Regions from separate parts of the Mus musculus genome. Here region 1 is linked to region 2. Evidence: chromatin contacts called from public Hi-C data. All regions are on one chromosome and are shown on one strand. The core of a region is the stretch at or near the end of the contact, and the rest is flanking DNA. Distances in the headings are between cores, read along the strand shown. Region 1 overlaps Rhbdd1 (rhomboid domain containing 1). Region 2 has its middle 5.0 kb from the start of Mir6344.

The links. A called contact is a pair of places that touch in the nucleus more often than the background predicts.
Region 1: a contact with region 2 is called in a Hi-C map of uterus, with 3 times the contacts expected there. The contact joins two enhancer-like sites. A contact is called at or near these places in 3 of 484 Hi-C or Micro-C datasets (the HPC-7 cell line, myocytes and uterus).

Annotation. Positions count from the first base shown.
Region 1 is chr1:82,425,769-82,432,597 of GRCm38.p6, forward strand. The region is part of intron 6 of Rhbdd1 (rhomboid domain containing 1); the gene reads left to right. Among named protein-coding and RNA genes, the nearest start is that of Gm46095, 57 kb to the left of the region's middle. Within about 2 kb of position 3,768, at least 63 of the 459 cell types and tissues checked have an H3K27ac peak or open chromatin away from gene starts, as enhancers often do. A contact at or near this core is called in uterus, where this site is marked.
Region 2 is chr1:82,133,461-82,140,398 of GRCm38.p6, forward strand. No RefSeq gene overlaps it. Among named protein-coding and RNA genes, the nearest start is that of Mir6344, 5.0 kb to the left of the region's middle. Within about 2 kb of position 2,736, at least 7 of the 459 cell types and tissues checked have an H3K27ac peak or open chromatin away from gene starts, as enhancers often do. A contact at or near this core is called in uterus, where this site is marked.

The DNA of each region.
Region 1 (6,829 bases), core at 2,518-5,017, 290 kb after region 2:
CTGGCACAAGGAAAAGGGAAAGAACAAAACCCTTCAAATGTGCTGGTGCCCCTCTCACCAATTTGCGTCTTATAGAGCTGGTGAAAGGCATATCTTCTGGACCTTCCCATTGTGGACAATTATGCTTTACACAATATATCCACTCTAGCATTGCAATTTCCCTAAGTCTTAAAATCCCTTCATCAACACTAAGCCATGGAATATCAGGCATCTCCAAGTCATTTCCAGTAGGCCATCTTTTGATAAACACCTCAGCCAACCATTCAAACAAACTTTTGACACCTTTTTTAACTATGCGAGCTTCCGTATTAAACCTAGAATCTCTACTCAGAGGACCCATGTCAATAAACTCAGCCTGCTCTAGTTTTATGTTCCTTCCACCCTTATCCCACACCCTTAAAATCCATTCCCACACATATTCACCAGGTTTCTGCTTGAATGAATTAGCAAACTCATTAAGCTCCTTAGTAGTGTAGCGAATTTCCTCATGGACTACACTTTCTACCTCCCCTCTAGGAGCCTGTTTTGCTTTGAGTCTGGTTACAGGTCTAGAAGAAACTATTGGTGGGCCGTGAGCAGACTCTGCAAAATTAATTTCCTCATGTGGGGAAGGCATTATTTCAAGAGGTGGGGCTGAGGGTACTACTTCCTCAGGTGGGGCAAACCCTTGAGAATCTGAGGATTCAAAATTCTCAGCTTCAACATGGTCTTCCCACACATCCCCATCCCATGTTGTAGGATCCCATTCTTTGCCAATTAGAGCCCTTACTTTAACTGTCGACACACTCTGAGGCTGAGACTTGAATTTTCGCTGTAGTTCAGCCAACCTTACAATGAGAGTTTCTGTTTGATTTTCTGCAACTTGAGCTCTATTGCTACAAGAGAGAAGATTCTCCTCAAGGACACACTTAGCAACTTTTAGATCGTTTACTTGTGTCTGGAGCCTTTCGATTTTATCACACAACTCCTTCCTTTCATTCATCATTTTTTCCACAGATACTAAGAGCAGCCAGCCAGTAAAATCATTTTTCGATTTTTTCCCCATCTTGTAGAAAGCTTTGTGCACTGAATCACCTAATTCATTAAGAAAATCAAGGGCATTAGCTTCTTTAAGTTCGGAATATAGTTTCAACCATGGGTCTTCAAAATTCTCTGAGCTCCCAGGAGGGAGAGAATCTGGAGAGGTTTCAATAGTTGAAAGTGCTGGTGGATCAACAAGCCAATTCCAGAATTTTAAAAGATTCATCCTTGTACTTCTGTTACTCTAGAACCACTCCTGGTACCAACTTCTGTATTAGTCAGGGTTCTCTAGAGTCACAGAACTTATGGATAATTTCTAAATAGTAAAGGAATTTATTGATGACTTACAGTCGGCAGCCCAATTCCCAACAATTGTTCAGTCGCAGCTGTGAATGGAAGTCCAAGGATCTAGCAGTTACTCAGTCTCACGCAGCAAGCAGGCGAAGGAGCAAGAGCTCGAGCTAGACTCCCTTCTTCCAATGTCCTTATATTGTCTCCAGCAAAAGGTGTAGCCCAGATTAAAGGTGTGTTCCTTAACTCGGAGATTCAATCTTCTGGAATCCATAGCCACTATGGCTCAAGATCTTCAAACCAAGATCCAGATAAGGATCTCCAAGCCTCCAGATAAGGGTCACTGGTGAGCCTTCCAATTCCGGATTGTAGTTCATTCCAAATATTGTCAAGTTGACAACCAGGAATAGCCACTACAGGCACTGAAGCCAGGGAGCTGGTTTCACTTCAGACACTGTCAGAGCTAGCTGTGTTCTTAACTTCTGCCTCTGCTTAAGCATCTGTAAGACAAAGGGGAGCCTGGGTGGCCCCTCTGCTTCAATGAGCTCCAAACACTGTAGATGCATCTTAATATTGCACGGGTCGTAGAGCTTTGGATGGTGTTCTCTTTATGGAGTGTGATTAGAGCCGTTGTTCATCGTCTTGCAGATCCCCTGTCTCTAACCTCATCTGTATCCCCTGGATACACTTAGACCTAGAGGTGCCATCCCCCACCCCTGATAGTAGGTACCCCAGACAGGGAAAAATGGCCATGCCTACTCAGTGCCTTTCTTGATCCAACACAAGCTAGCTTGAGCTGCTTTGACATGCAGCAGCATTAAAGGAACAGTGTCCAGTACTGTGACCGTTTTAATAAATTATCAAGATTTATGACCCTTGTCCGTATCATACTCCCTTCTGCCTTTCCGTCTTTGTCCATGTATGCTGTATTGGACACTGACACGCTCTCTGGAGTTCAAAACTGTTTCCCACGTACTCTCTCCATTTGTGTAAGAGGAAGGAAAACAGCCAGCTGGATTCACACATTGGGTTGTTGTCTCATTTGGAAGGGAAGGGAATGGGAAGAACTATCCACTTGTGCCAAGGTGTGGCTATCAGTACTAGTGGCTAAAGGACAAGGTCGGATCCATCACAGGCATCTAGCATGTAAGCCCCCGGGCACTGAGGCATGAAGGTGGTGCTAATCCTCATCCATGATTCTGCCCTCATGATTCTATCCCACACTAAGGACCCTACCTGTCTTCTTGAAGATCTGTCTCTTTCTCTAAGATATATCAAAAAAGGTCACAGTGGGAGACCTGGTGCTTGGTAGGAGACATGGTGGGGGGCGGGGGTGGGTCCTGGAACAATCAGGCTGTGTCAAGTCTGGCTCCTGGCTCTTTGTGGTTATAAAGTTATGTACCTTTGCATTCAGAACAAGGTAACTGAGCTACAGGGGTCAAGGACTGTTGCTGGGACTTGCACCTCTGGTGTCTGGACTCTGCCTGCAGCTGACTGTTCATTTTCTTCTGCACTCGGTGTGATCTCGCCGCCATGATTGCCTCTGCCTCCTCCTCCTGCATACAAGCATGGCAGTGCATTTGCTAGGTTCTTCAGCTGTACCCGGCCCCTGTGTATCCAAAATAGCTGAGTGCAATCCATGACAATGTTGTTTTCAGATGTTTATAATCCCAAAGAGTGCCCTTCTGTCTTTTATAATAAAATCACTCTGGCGTGGGTGTTTTGTATTGGAAAGGCTAGCCAGGCTCACAGCATCAGGTACAGAGCATTGCATTATGTGTCATTTGTAGCCTGCCCCAGGGGCAATGGTGACCCTTGAGACATTACCCTAGCCCTACGGCATAATTAACAAGATCAAAAATATATAAAGAGCCACTCCCCAATCAGGCCAAGATGCTGCAAGAGCATTCACTGCTAGCCTCTTGGGCTTTAACAGCTCGGAATTAGTACTGGGAAGCACCCCATTGCTCTGAAGTTTTAAGTCTTGCCTTTAAATTGAACAGTGGTACTTTTTTTTTTTTTGCCATGTTCCTCCAATAACACCATTGTAAACATGAGGGCTTTGCATTTTAGCATAAATTTGAACAATGTGGTTTTGAAAGAGTTCACCACATCAAAGCCAGGCTGTTTGGGCATGTTTTACAAATTCTTTTCTCTATAGTATTTAAAGCTACAAATGACTCATAGGCTCACATTCCATTTAGATCAGTCATGTTGGCAGCTCTCCTCACTGGGGCTTAACTGCCCTTAGTCTTTGTACCCTGGGAGAGTTATCTTGAAATCAGGTGTGGGCCCTTAGCCAAGTCAAATGCCCTTACTGGCTCTCTTCAGATCCAAGGAAACGCTTGGAAATTGTTGCATTTGCAGCAACAAACCCATCAATTTTGTTCTTGTCTGCTTGTGCTTTCTTTCTTGAATAAAGGTCTCACTATGTCACCATGGCTGGCCTAGAACTTGGTTACATAGTCCAGGCTGCCCCAGATCTGCCTGCCTCCCAAGTACCGGGATTAAAGGTGTTTACCACCTTGCCTGGCCTTCTTGCTTTTCTTTTTTATCTCAAATGTTCTCTGTATGTTCTCTATGCACCCTCCTCACGTTCTGCTTTTTAGTAACATTTTGTTGAGCCACTGGTCCAAGTGAGGGAAGTTCAGGCAAGAGCCTTGTGCTCCTGGTTTGAAAGCAACAGAAGAACAGTGGGCTGAAACCTGATGCTGCACGGGGGCTGTGAGACCACTTGTTAAAATCACCAAGCTTTGGTGGCGGGTAGGATAGAAAGATGCTGAGGTAGAAGGTGTATCAAGGGTGTGCCTTGGCTTGTGTGACTGAGTGGATGGTGGAGGAGAGAGAGAGGGAGGGAGGGGAGAGAGCAGAAGGAGAGCGCCCATGGAAGGGAATTATCAGAGAAACAGGTTGGGTGCTAGACTCCTTTAATTCACTTGGCCTTCAGAATGCCCTTGTGCGTTCCCTAGATTTCTTCATTGTACAAATAAGTAAGCCAAGGACCAGCACCAAAAAGTCGTCTGAGGGCAAACATAAAGGGAAAGCCGGTGCTCAAACTCAGCTGTGCCTCCACACCCACTGTGTGGCTTGCTGGGGCACACCTGGGGCTTGCTGTGTAACCAAGGCTGGCCTGTAACCTCTGCTTCCCCTGGGGCTAAGCATGCACAGTGACACCTCACAAACTTTATCAAATCTTCCTTTTTTCTCCTTGAAACTGTAGGGAGGCCTCCCAGTACTAACCTTCTGTAGGACACACCTTTCCAAATCCACACACGTTTCCAAAAATGCTTAGGGGGTAATTTACCATCCCTTTATCTAGATCTTCAGCTGTCTAGAATCTTAAGGTCTGTTTTTTTTTTTTTTTTTTCCTTTCTGTTCATAATGTACACTGTACTTTTCTGATAATAATGAGTAGGTGTTTAGGAGTAACTCAGTAGCATTGTTTGCTGTCAAATCTCAATACTACAGAACATCTCAAAATAACTTTTGAGATGAATTCTCCCCAGTCTGAGGCAATTAGAAGCAGGCTATCTTAAGAGCACATAAGAGCCACTGGGAAACCCCTGGGAGGATTTGTCTGTTGAATGTGCTATGCTTTAGTCTCAGGGCAGCCTCTTCTTATGTGTGCTAACGCACATACACATGTAGAATGCACGCATGCAGACCCAAGTACGTGCAAGAACATGCGTGTATACATAGAGATGCACACAGATGCACAAGTCTTATCATACACCAGGTCAGAATTCTGGGTAAGAATGAGTTTATTCCATCTAGAAGGCCACACAGAAAGTGGGAATTAGACTCAGGGTTAGGTTCAACGCCATCGCACGCAGAAGCACGTGCTCCTTCTAGGATGGTTTATGACATCATAGAACTGGCTTTAACCATCACGGTTCTGGGCTGACTGACCTGCACAGAAAGGCAGAGCTCTAGGGACCAAGGACTAAGGCTTCTGCTTGCTTGTGTGCTTCTCCCGAAGGCCTCTCAGGCTACTCATCTCATAGCTTATCCACACAGGCGTGGGTCGTCCTCACTTCCAAGTTGTCTGCCAGGTCTTACCACTTCAAAGTTGTGGACATCACACTGTCTCCAGAGTGCCTCTTTGGCTGGTTTTCAGCCTCCTAACCGAGTGTCTTTTTTGCTCTTCTTTCTTTGCTGCTTTGGCCCAGCAAAGAATGAGGCCCTAAGGTGGAAGCTGCTTTCTTTCTTGTGGATCTACCTTGGACTGTCCTTGCTGAGAGCCATTGGCCCAGCCCTGTGATTGACTATGTCACTGTCGTGGCCAGGGTTCCACCTGAAAGAGATGAATGCCCAGAGGGTTTTTAGCTTTAATGATGGATTTGAACAACAGCCCTGCTTCTCTGGTCCAGTAAGACTGTCAGGGACAATTTCCCAGGTCAGGGGTTATCTCCATAATTATGCATTGATATCAATACATCTGGACATGTAGTTATACACTGCCCAGGCTTGTGGTCTTCGAAGAATGTTTAGTGTTGAGTATTTAAGGCTTTTAAGAGCATACATATACATATACATGACATCTCATCTGTCAGTCTGTTTCTTGCTCCTAAATGTGTCAAGAAATCTAGGGTCCTGGCAAATTCATAAAATTCATTAATAGACCGAGCTGTATTTCCAAAGTCTGTGGCTTCCTAGCTTCCCTTATTTGAGTTCCAAGAGCTAGGGTGACTGGACTCTGGTGTGGTCCCCTGCCTAGGATGATAACATCCCCATTGTGCCTATGGCAGACAACAAGCTCTGGCCTCAGCCCCTTACAAGGGCACGAGCCCCGTTGTAGAGGCTTCCTCTAACAACCTACAAAAGCCTTCACCTGAAAATACACCACAGTAAAGATTAGGGTGTCATCATTTGGACTGGGGGAAGGGACAGGCATCTGGTCCAGGGCAGATGCCTTGAACTTGCACCAACAGGCAGGACATCCGCAGCTACTTGAGATCGCAGGTTAAGCCAATGAATTCTCCTGGCAAAAACCATTGTGTGAAAGGGGCTTTGTAGATTTCTAAAACTCATGGAATACTCTGCTCTGAAGTTCTGGTCAGTCCAGTTCTTTGCAAAGGAAAAAAAAAAAAAAAGTCAGGCCACATTCTGACTGTCCTTACACAGCTGTCCATTCCCTGAACTACCACGGTATCAGGCCTTGCCACAGTGAGAGCTGAGCAACTCAGTCTAACCTGCTCTCTCTTCCTCCTCTCCTTCTGTCTGACATCCCTCTGGATTAGGACAAGGATTGGGACCAGACCAGGTAGGAGGTCCGAGAAAGGATACACAGAGAGAGGTGTGACAGCGAACCTTGATTGTGAACGTGTTTAAATTAAGAAAATCCTAGATCTGGGGCTGGAGGGATGGCTCAGCCATTAGGAATGCCTACTGCTCTAGCCGAGGACCCAGGTTCAGTTCCCAGCACTCACAGGGTGACTCACAACCACATGTAACTCCAGGCCCAGGCAATCCAATGCCTGTTTCTGGAGAATGCCCCGCATGCAAGAGGTGCACATAC
Region 2 (6,938 bases), core at 1,486-3,985:
AAGTGCACGGAGCAACCACCTGCTCTGTAATACTTGCTCTTCCACGTTAACTTTATTAGAATTAGAATCACCATGAAAATAGACCTCTGTATGTGTCAGTAAGAGTTTCCAGATTGGAATAATTTAGGTAAGAAGACTTAGCCTAAGTGTGGGCAAGCACTGTCCATGAGTTGAGACCCTAGAGTGAATAAAAAGGACAAAGTGAGCTGAAGATCGGTATTCATCTCTTTGTCCTCTGATTGGAGATGCAATTTGACCAACTGCTTAAAGCTCCTGCTGCCTTGACTTCCCAGCCATTATGGACTCCACACTCAAACCAGGAGCCAAAATGAATCCTTTCTTTCTTACGCTGCTTTTCTTGGGTCACATCAGTGAAAAAATAACTAATAGAGAGATAGGCAGATCAAATGTATTAGAAATTTTATAGGGAGCTAAAAGCAAAGAGGAAAGAGTTTCTTCTGATTTCTCTCATGGATTGCCATGTGGCAGGGGTATTATTGGATACAACTGTTCATTCATTGGCTCTTACTGCTCTCCTCTGATCTTCTCACTTTTCTTATTGCTGTACCTATTGAAGGATGGGGGCATGTGAGCAGGGAGCTGGATGGAAAGATAGAGCATCCAGTCATGCAGCTGTTTGCTTTGGGATACCAGCATTGTGTGTGTGTGTGTGTGTGTGTGTGTGTGTGTGTGTGTGTGTGTGTGTGAGAGAGAGAGAGAGAGAGTATGTGTGTGTGTGTGTGACAGAGACAGAAACAGATAGAGACAGACAGATGGACAGAGAGGAGAGGAGAGGGAGCTCTTGGGTTTGCCTTCGTTATGTTTTCCTGTGCCGGCTGAAGAACTGAGAAGCTCAAGAGGAAGCCTCTTTTCTTCAAGACAACACAGCCTCCATTGGCCACTTTTACTTTATTCTATGAGTTCTCCCCTTGACACTCATAAGACTTGGATAAAACTCCAGGTCTGGAGGCATAACTCTGTCAATAGAACACTTACCAAGCACTCACCATAGTGAGTTCAATTCCCTAGCATGGCAGAAAAGAAGATGTATAACTCAGTTTTTTGTTTTTTATCTAAAGTGTACAGTTTTGCTTGGTACATTGTCTATGTCAGAGTCTTAATATCCCAGCTATTGATACATTGTACAGTTCTTGAAAGGTAGCCACTTTGAAACAACAGCATGCTGGAATAAGAAATGGATTCTCTCAGTATGTTTGTAGCCTAGAATCCATTTGTATGCCTCCTCATAAAATCCACTTTCTTCTAAACACCAGCCCTCTTCTTTGTTAGCCTGCTACTTTGCAAACCTAACTGTATATCTGTATGCTGAGTCTTATGTTCTTGCATATAAGTCCATTATCCCTGATGCTTTTGCTCCACAACTGAACTCCCTGACTAGGTAGCTAGGAAGACTAAACCAATCATCATGAGTGAACATGGAGTCTACTTGAGGACTCTCTGCTACTATAATGGGCAGATTTTTATTTTTACTTTTTTACTTTTAGTTTATGGTCCCTACAGCATCCCTGCCTTTGGAGAGTGAGCACAGTTCAATGGCTGTCTCAGTACACCATGTGGTGCTAAAATAGCAGCTCTGATCCAAGTGAGGCCGCTTGGAGATCCAAGCCTACCTCAGCTTGGCTTTGCCCCAAAATGAGCCAGTTATGCTAGTCCCAGACTCTTCTTGAAGGCAGCAACTGCTCTTTCTCTATAGCCGTAAGCTTTGAGGCCATGTGCTTCTGACACTCTGCAGGCCATTGGACAACCTCCAAGGAAGATGAGGGAAGGCAAGCAGAGAAGGTCCAAGCAAAAGCATAGAGCTAGCAATAGATGGACCTGTGTGTGTGTGTGTGTGTGTGTGTGTGTGTGTGTGTGTGTGTATCTATCCTATATCCTTGGTGACTCAAAATCCACAGAAGAGTGGGTCAATCAAAATCCTCATTCTAAAAACTCTTGTTAGAGTCAGGTAAGCTCAAAAAATAACAATTGGTTTGCAATCAAGAGTCATGTACAGTGAGATAAATATTTTCTAAAATATTTTGCTAATTATTCAATAAATGGAAAACCCATCCTCAGTAAATATTCTAAGATCTATGGTTCTAAATATATATCCATTTTAGACTTGTATAGCTTATTTCTAATGAAGAAATAAGCTTATTTACTCCTTAACTAGCATTCTGTTACTTAAATAAAATTGAATGCTTCCTCCTTGGTGGTAGTGTGTGTAAGTTGTTGTTGTTGTTGTTGGTGGTGGTGGTGGTGGTGGTGGTGGTGTGTGTGACAGAGACAGATAGACACACAGACACACACATAGAGAGATAGAGACAGACGGAGAATTTGTCCTAAACTTAAAATTTATGACTTTTTATGAAGTCAAAATTTATACCTGCTATGAAGAGAAAGCCTTGGCCTTGGCCCACTGCACAAACACTGCAGGCTGGCACTCAGGCATCAGAATGTCTATCTAAGCACAGCAGCAGCAGCCTCACCGTTGACCTTGTTTGAAAACTGGTATGTCAACCCCTTATTTGGTTCTGGTGAGACTCCAAACAAGGAGCCAAATCAAAATGTGTTGATAGTATTTGCTGACGTATCTCAAGCAGTTAGTTATACGGTGAAACGTGAGGCCTGGGCAGCCCTGATTAATTTGAACGAACACCAGAAAAGGTTACACTGCTCTGCAAACAGTTTTTATATAAAAATGTCACATGAAAGGCAGTGGTATTAAAGATTTATGCTGTGGGGTTTGCCTGGAATACATCAGCCGAGCACTGTTGTTCCTTGAGCCATGGATGTAATGGCACTTTCTGGTCGTTTCATCTGAGCCCTGCTTTCTTAGAACTCCATGCTGTCAAAACAGTCCTTTGTTCTGAGTTTATATGTGTAAATTTCTATTAAAAAGAACCATGGACATTTTATTTCTTTTATCAAAAACAAAAGACGAGAGGAGGGTATAAGAAATGCTGACAAAGCAGACTGGCTCCTGGGAACGCAGTGGTTTTTACATATAAGATGTACTTGGAGAGACTGGGGAGATAGCTCCGTGGAGCATGAGGACCTGAGTTTGATCTGTGAAACCTACATAATAAAAAGCCAGGCATGGTGATGCACACTTATAATCCAGGGCTGGGGAGGCATAAACAGGTTCCTCCCTGAAGCTTGAGCTCACTGCTCACCTACCCTACTCACTACTGGGCAAGCTGCAGGCCAGTGAGAAAACTAGTCTCAAAAAAGAAAGACGTCAACGTGGAAAGAGCATGAGGAGCAACATCCCAGGCTATATGCTGGTCCTAACGCACATACAAGTGTATGTATGTAATGTACCTATAGCTACACAAACATGCACACAAGCAAAACAAATGTGCTTGGAAATTCTGCTAGTTACACTAAATAATCACCTATATTAAACAAGACCCCAGAAGGATTCATGAATGTGTTTTCTGCCCTAACAGTAGCCCTTTATGAGAGATGTTCATATCTAAGGTTGTGATTTTAACACCAGAAGCAAAAATAAGCCACCTCTAGATGAACATGTCTCAAAACAGTTCAGAGCAGAAGAGGGCCAAGCTGTGATTCTGACCCTTACCCTGCAAGCTGAAGCACCTTTATACCTTTAAGAGGAGTTAAACTAGATCTACCACAGCCTTATACTGTAAAAGGCCAGCTATGTTCTTTTTATAGGCAGGGGAAGTCACTGCATACCTACAGACTATTCTGTTGCTTTGCAGGTTTTTTACCATTCTGGCATGTCTTTCCATTTTCATTCCTGCTTCCTATTGCTTAATGTCAAGAAATAAGAGTAGGGGGAGTTTCACAGCATAAAAAGTAGTAGCTTTCTTCACATAAAACCTATTTAACTAATCATCTTTTGTAATATCAGTGCACGGTTTACTTGGGGAAGGTGGACATTATGATGAAATTTTAAGACAAACTTACCATTTCAAACCATTTAGCATATCAGTTATTGGACAATCTCAGAGTAGGAGACATCAACAAATTAACACGTGCTGTGGCTTGACTGTGACCTGTCTCTATAAGCTTGACTGTTTGGACACTTGGTTCTCAACTGGAGGTGGACCTTAAAGTAGGGCCTAGATGGACAAACTGAATCACCTAGAGTCAGCTCTAAAGTTTACTAGCCCAGCCCTACTTCCTGTCCTTTCTGTGTCTGACTTTAGCCACAATGTACCCAGCTATCTCACACTCCCTCCACCATACCTGTCCACAGTGATGGCCTGTGCCCCTTCAAACTGGGAGCCACAATAAACCATTCTTATCTTCAGTTGGTTCTTGTTAGGTATTTAGTCATGACAGGGAGGAAAGTGATGAATAATACAACATGCTTTTGAGTGTTATAAGTTCAAATATAACATTTAAGATAAGTGCTACTTTTGCGTTTTCTGAAATAAATGAGTTCTTTAATCAAATGGACAAATTAACAATCACAATTTTTAATTCAGCCAGGCTTAAGGATTTAGTAACTTATATTCATTGCTTTTCTATTTTTATAATCAACCTACAAATAGAGAAAGGCATCAGAAACTTAATCCCATTCACAGGCTAGAACATAAAGCCTGGACTCATATGTAACATCAAGAAAGGGTAGCTCTAAAAGATATTAGCACTAGAAGAGAGTACCTAGAATTGTAGGGAGATCATCTTCCTATCTAAATAGTGAAGGAACAATTCAATGCCCCCCCCCCCAAAATGTAGATTATCTAGCAAAAAATCCAGTATCAGGTATAGGAATCCTCTTTTTCAGTTGTTGGTCAGTGAAGTCAGAGACCCCCCAAAATAATATAAGCTATTGCCATTACCCTTGGTTTCTTCCAGAAAAGAAGGTAAGACATTATTGGAGATACTATGTACTTCAGACATAGAATTCAAAGGAATATATCTGCATCAGACCTGGAAGTCTCCTCATTGAGGAATAGCCCTCATAATTTCAAAACCCTGCCACTGGGTCCTCTTTTTCTTTTTAGTCAAGGTGTAGTGATTTGAATAAGAATAGCCCCCATAGGTTCATACATATGAATGTTGAGTCATCAGGGATTGGTACTTTAGAAGGAGTAGGGGATGTGGCCTTGTTGGAGGAAGTATGTCACTAGTGGGTGGGCTTTGGGTAGTGCATGCCTGTAATCCCAGCACTTGGAGGCAAAGGCAGGCAGATTTCTGAGTTCGAGACCAGCCTGGTCTACAGAGTGAGTTTCAGGACAGCCAGGACTGCACAGAGAAATTCTGTCTCAAAATGATTAGGGGCCTTTGCCCGAAGACCCAGAAATGGTTGGGTGTTTGTTTGTTTGTTTGTTTGTTTGTTTGTGGATTGTCTGGTATCTGCTGATCTAGACAGGGGACCTTAGCTGGCTAGCTCTGTACCATACATCTCTCTTCCTCCTCTTGGATTTCACAAAATCTAGTCATGTGTCTTAGTTAGGGATTCCATTGATATGAAGAGACACCATGACTATGGGAATTCTTATAAAGGGAAACATTAATTGGGGTTGGCTTACAGTTTCAGAGGTTTAGCCCATTATCAACATGGCAGGAAGCATGGCTGCATCCAGGCAGACAGAGGTGCTAGAAAAGAAGCTGAAAGTTCTATGCCTTGATCTACAGGAAGCAAAAGGGGACTGTGCCACTGGATATGAGTTGAACATAAGAGACCTCAAAGCCACCTTCCATAGTGACACACCTCCTCCAACAAGGCCACACTGATTCTAAGCAGGCCACACTTCCTAATAGTTCTGCTCTTTATGGGCCTGTGGGGGCCAATTACATCCAAACTAACACACACACCCTTTCCATAGGGACAGCAGAAGTGTAAGAGCCAAGACATACCAAATGTCACACTTTGAGAAACCCAAAATAAATCACACTATAAGCCTCATATCAAAGAATGAAAAGATAGTCTCCTTCCATGTAGATAATAGATGAGTGTGTGTGTGTGTGTGTGTGTGTGTGTGTGTGTGTGTGTGTGTGTGTGTATAAATATCTTAAGAAGAGATGTATGAGTTAAATCTGCTGCCATTAAAAAAGAGAGATGGTTTTGCTTTCCTTTTGTATTTCTTTTTTCTTCCTTGTCTTTATTAGATATTTTCTTTATTTATATTTCAAATGTTATCCTCTTTCCTAGTTTCCCCTCTGAAAATCCCCTATCCCCTCCCCCTTCCCCCTACTTCCCAACCTACCCACTCCCATTCCTGGTCCTGGCATTCCCCTATATTGGGGCATAGGACTTGTATATGTAAGCAACTAAAGCCAATCTTGCTTAATTAATCATAAAGCAGTTAATCAGGAAGGTATGGAGAAACTCTGAGAGTCAGAAAAATCCTCCAGACAGAAAAGATAAGGATGGGAAAAGCTCCTAAGCTCTGAGCAACCAAGATCTGGGGGGTTCAGACTGGTAGTTACATAATCAAACACACACACACACACACACACACACACACACCCACACACACACCCATACAAGCCCATCTATGTAACAGCAATTGGAGAGAGGTGGCAGACTGACCATGGAGTGCAGGAAGGGAAACAGCCCACCCTCAAGGAACTCTGCTGGAGTCAGAAATTCTACACACTGATGGTCTCAGGGCTTCTGCTCTACCCTAGAGTCAGTGTCAGAGCCAATGTCAGAGTGCTATCCTCTGAAATCTACCCAGACAGAGCTGAGGCAATTTTTTTCAAAGTGAAAATCAATCTTTTGTCACCAGAAGTGCAAGGGCTTCACACACAGAGGGAAAGATCTGTACATCAGCTGCTGTGTAAGCTTCTCCATTAGACACAAAGACTGTCAAAAGGAGTGTGTTAGGCTAACCCATTCACACACTTCTACCCAGCAAAAGTGTCCATGTAGAAATGAAACTCATACCAGTAACTATTGTTTTATTGTTTTTTAGTAGAATCTGAAGACCCCAGGTCTTTGGTTTGGTACCTGA